Linked DNA regions of Gossypium hirsutum: region 2 is linked to region 1. A link is a contact called in public Hi-C data. All regions are on one chromosome and are shown on one strand. The core of a region is the stretch at or near the end of the contact, and the rest is flanking DNA. Distances in the headings are between cores, read along the strand shown. Region 1 has its middle 16 kb from the start of LOC107908290. Region 2 holds the start of LOC107915183 (auxin-induced protein 22D).

Region 1 (2,700 bases), core at 49-2,548:
TTGCAATATATGGTCCCTAATTGTAAAGTGACTTTGCAAGTTGATCCCTGAACCTCAACTATAAATAGGCATAACCATCTCTCATTCTGTATCTCAAACTTGCCATTCTCTACTTAAGGCATTGTTTTCTCTCTCTCTCTTTGTAAATTCTCACTTGTATTTTGGAGTGAAATATATTTGGTAGTGCCCGAGGACGTAGGCAAAATTTGCTGAACCTCGTTAAATTCTTGTGTTCTTTATTGTATTATTCTGCATGAATTGTGTATGTGATTGTAGTGATTTATTGTGCTATTAAATTACGATTGAGAGATATTCTGGCTAGGAAAGACCTGGTACTTAAGCGATTCTTGTGATCCACCTCTCTTTCCTGGGAATTGAACTTAGTGTGATTTTTTAGTACAATAATTTTACTCTTTTACACGCTTCCGCACAACAGTTTAAGAAAATAATAGAAATGAGACTTTGAGTCTATATAAAGACCTATTTTGTAAGTTTTATTCCCACATTAATAGGTGGCTCCAAAAAATAAGAAAAAATATTGGTGTTGCCACTTTTAATATTGATGTGGCAAAAAGAAGTTTTTTTCTATCAATACGCTGAAAATGTGTCCAAGTGGAAGGGTAGAAAATTACTTCCAGCTGAACGTGTTTTTGTAAAATTGACTTGTTACCTTAATTTTTTCAAAAATCAGTTTATTCACATAAATTTTTTAAAAAATCGACATTTATGAATATTTAAGTCCATAAAATTAGAATTCTTTTTTAAGATAATGAAAGCTTAATTATTTCTTAAAGATAAATTCAAATTTTTAACCTTTTAAAAAGAATTAAAATTGATCATCAATTTTGGAGAGAAAATAATTTTTCTTTAATGAAAATACTAATTAAAATGTTAAATTTTTAAATAAGGCAACAATTAACATATATTTCATGCTAATTTTTTTAAAAAAATTATGAACTTTTTATATATTTTTTACTTTTAATTTTAATTTTTTTATAAATTTTAAATTATTTATTGGCATTAAATATAAAACAAATGATATTAGGTTAATATGACGTGCACATGAATGATCATGCGAATTGTCAAGCCAACAATGTTAAAAAATTAATTTTTTATTTATTATTTCCATTAAAAGATTAATTTTAAAAAAATAAACGAATTTAATTAAAAGATAAATATTAAATTAATAAAATATATAAATATCAAAACTAAATTTGTCAGAATGGGTTGAAATGGTGGGTGGGCATGAAAAGCAAATACCAAACCCAATAATAATTACAGCAACACAAGAAGGGGCAGGGTGGGGACTGCTCTTAATTGTCTTCAGCCTTACTATCAACATCAGCAATCAATACACCACCACTCGTGTGTTTCGATGATATGATAACTTGGCAGTTGGCATTTATCTTGGAAGAAAAGCTGGTTGACCCCTTTAGGCTTCTTAAAAAGAATATTGTAAATAAAATATTATTTAAGGATAACCTTTTTATTATCAAAAAAATTGTGTAGTTCTTTTTTTTTTCCAAAAATGAAATTTGAATTAAACTACCTTAATTTTCTAAATAATAAAAAAGTTAGCCTACTTCTCTATATAATTTTTAAATTTATTATATTTTATAAAAGAAATATAAAGATGAGTAATTATTTTATTGTTATTGTCTATTAAAGGTGGGTTTGGATGGGTGATAGGGTACGGTGCGTTTAACTTATTTTTTGTCTCACGCTACAATATCGTTACAGTATCTAATCTCACTGCCACTGTTATTTTTACACTAATCATAGGTAAACATACCATCCATCTAAACTTACCTTAAAATGAATAAATTCATTGCACTAAAATTGGCATTGTATTCGAATTGAGATGTAAAATTAGTATAAAGCTTAAAAAGGGTATCTAACTTCATGAGTCAAATTGAAGATTGTGACTAAAATTGTAGCTCTACGTGGGTGGATATTATCCGTAATCTTTTATAGATTTATGACGTGGTCAATTCCTGTCATGCATAACTAACTTGAGCTTATCAATGTTGAAGATGTCCAAACAATTACAATAGTTCATCATAGAACCGGAAATATTGCAACAATGCGGAGCACAGAAATGCGATAGTTGAAGCTCCCGATTCATCAAGACTACCTGTGAATAATTCCCCAACAATGCGTCATGAAGTTGAAATTCAAGAACCCCACATAGACATACCATCAACGTCTCAGAGGATATGATAGTGTGCGAGTTGAGTATCAATCTAAATGTACCTTTGGATGATCTATACGAGCCTATCACAGCATCGATATCTAGCACCATTCAGTATTCTGTATTCGACCATACTCGTTGAATGGTGATTCCTAATAATATGTATTAATATAGTGCACCTAATCTATATTTGGACGAGCACATGCAACTTTTTACTAAATTCATACGGGTATTATCTTCGTACATATATCATTACTAATCCCGATACATAATTTCTTATTTCATTTACAAGTTCTATAATCAATCAACTTTTACATTTTGCACGATGTATTATTTCATAATAGTCAATATTCACATGACTTTTCAATTCAATCCATTTTAAGCCACATGCCAAATTCACTAAATTCTACTTATAACTAAACATATAGATGAAACCAAATACAATTCACACATAATATAAAACAAGATGGTAACTTCTATATGAACTTACCTGTTTAAAATTTGAAAAG
Region 2 (2,700 bases), core at 9-2,508, 34 kb after region 1:
GCAAAAGCTAATAATTATATCTTTTGCATTTGAGTCCAAAACTATTTTTGACTTCAAAAGTTATTTATTTAACGTTGCTTATGACCTCAAAAATACTTTTGAGGTTAGAATTTGCATAGGTCCATGTACTCTTCTAAATTTTAAAATTTAGTCCCTATACTTTTGTTTTCAAGAATTTATTTTCTTTACTTTTAAAATTTCAAAATTTAAATTCAATTATTAACATTATTAACATTTTCTTCTTTTTTTTTGTTAAATTTGTTAGTGAGACATTTTGAAATTTTAAAAAAAAACTCACTTGGTAGCCTTATAAAAAATAATTTTGTAATGAACATAAAATTAACAAAATAATTTTAACAGTGTTAACAATTAAATTTTAAATTTAAAAAAAATAAAGGACTAAATTTCTAAAAAATGTATTTTTCAAAAGCAAGACTTAAGTTATATTTTAATTTGTGGAGAAGAGGATGAGATTTGGGGGATCTCCTTCTATTTCCAATCCAATCACTCATTGAGATATTTGAAGATCAAAATTTGTGAACTGGACAAGCCGGCAATTTCTAACCTTAGAGACACAACAACAAAGAGGTAGCAGCATTGGCAGTGCCGCATGACATGTTACATTTTACAAGTCATCAATTAAAGAACGGTCTCACTGTTGTCAACCCCACATGTAATTGCCTTAACTATCAAATCACATCTACGTGGGACCCCCTTTTCACATGTTGCTGTTCCCAACCCCCCCTCGTGATCCTACCAAATTTTTGTTATTTTGAATTTCATCCCTATTCTATGAAAATTAATCATTTAGTCCCTTACAATTTGATCTTCATACTTTGGAAGTAGTCTAATTGAATAACATTGTTAATTCTTACTGTCAAATCGTTGACCTAAAAATCAACAACTGAATTAACTTCTCAATTTTCAGATATAAAGGAAAATCAAAGGGCTAATTTCGTAATTAGACTCTCCAATGAAATCCTCACCCTCAGACCCCCAATCTCAGCCGTCCAATTCGGTCCACATTCTTCAATGTCATCGGGTGTGGTTGTCCCTCCTTTGTCCCCTTCATTTGGTGCACCAAACTCGACACTGCCCCACATGTAACAGGCAGCCATATCTATAGTTGTCTGGGATCCCAATCCACGCGCTTTGCTCAACGTGTCCCCGAATCCCAAGTCATTGTGTCGTGGAGGAAGCGCGTAGTACACCGCGTTCGCAGGATACCATTTATCATTTCTCATCAATGAAATACATGCAGGAGAAAGCAAAGTCACCTACAGCTCAGAAATTGTCCCTTTCAAGCCCCCCTATAAAACTAGTTACCCTGCCCTCCCCATCTTCATCCTCATCAACATACAGTTACAGCAACCACAAAAAAAGGAGAGTTAAAAGAGTTTTTAAAAGGAATCTGCAAAAGAAAATTCGTCAACTTGTACAAGATTTGGAGCAACATTGAAGGGTATAGCAATGGAAAGGAGAGTGAATTACGAGAATGATCTCAATCTCATGGCAACTGAGCTAAGATTGGGATTGCCTGGTTGTGGTGATGATGAGCCCCAAAGAAAAACAAATCCCAGTATCAGAAATAATAAAAGAACTGCACCTGAGATTTCTGAGGTATCGAGTTCTGAGAGCAGTTCTAGCATTACAATGTCTGGGAGTGATGATCAAGACAGTCCCCCTCCTGCCAAGTAAGTATATATTTACCGGTGAAGACTATAGGGTAAGGCTGATAACAGAATTTTAACGTAAAATTCCATGGATTAATGCAGGGAACAAGTCGTAGGATGGCCACCAATCCGATCATACAGGAAAAATTGCTTACAAAGTTCGAAGAGAAATGAAGTTGAAGGGATGGGGATGTATGTGAAAGTAAGCGTTGATGGAGCTCCTTATCTCAGAAAGATTGATCTCAAGGTTTATAGGAGCTATCCTCAACTCCTCAAAGCTTTGGAAAATATGTTCAAGCTCACCATTGGTAAGATTTCCCTTGACAAATTAAATTAAATTAAATCAACCCTATGATAAAAAAGCTATAGTTCTGATTGGCTTATTGATCTGCAATTTTAAAGGTGCATACTCAAAGAGGGAAGGCTACAATGGATCTGACTATGCTCCTACTTATGAAGACAAAGATGGTGACTGGATGCTTGTTGGAGATGTTCCCTGGGAGTAAGTTTTTTTCTCCATACTTAAATATATATTGAATTCCTTTGGTTATAATTACCAATAAACTCATTTTTTTATTCTCTCATTTGTTTACAGGATGTTCATTTCCTCCTGCAAGAGGCTGAGAATCATGAAAGGATCAGAAGCTAGAGGGTTGGGCTGTGTATGAGCCACCAAATTATTTAACAAGAAAGAAAGTTTTCTTTGGCTTTGGATAATCCAAATTCTGCAAGGAAGATCAATTTGGTCTTCCTGGAAAGTGAGGGGGCTATTTGCTAGAGCAAAATTTCTCAAAGATTTGACGACATGGCTGGCCTTTTTAGCCTCCTCTATGCATGTCAAATATCTATACTTGTTTTATAGCACAAAACCAAAAAGGCACGATATTAAAGAATAGTTAAGATCCAATCCAATTGTACAAAACGACATACACTATTGCTTTATCATTTTTTCCAGTATACGAAGAAGATTAAATAAAAAGGCAATAGAATACAGTTTATGCATTTACTGTTTTGATTAGAAATTTAG

Evidence for each region. Hi-C and Micro-C count contacts between places; a contact is called where the count stands out from the background.
Region 2: a contact with region 1 is called in a Hi-C map of hypocotyl, with 1.8 times the contacts expected there. The contact joins the promoter of LOC107915183 here to the enhancer-like site in region 1. A contact is called at or near these places in 6 of 34 Hi-C or Micro-C datasets (fibers, hypocotyl, leaf and 1 more).

What each region holds. Positions count from the first base shown.
Region 1 is chrD08:9,023,378-9,026,077 of Gossypium_hirsutum_v2.1, forward strand. No RefSeq gene overlaps it. Among protein-coding and RNA genes, the nearest start is that of LOC107908290, 16 kb to the right of the region's middle. Within about 2 kb of position 1,299, at least 3 of the 9 cell types and tissues checked have an H3K27ac peak or open chromatin away from gene starts, as enhancers often do. A contact at or near this core is called in hypocotyl and leaf, where this site is marked.
Region 2 is chrD08:9,057,063-9,059,762 of Gossypium_hirsutum_v2.1, forward strand. It overlaps LOC107915183 (auxin-induced protein 22D), which reads left to right and starts at 1,259. Exons shown (of 4, transcript XM_016844345.2): 1 at 1,259-1,694; 2 at 1,776-1,981; 3 at 2,076-2,175; 4 at 2,269-2,675. The coding sequence starts at 1,471. The coding sequence ends at 2,341.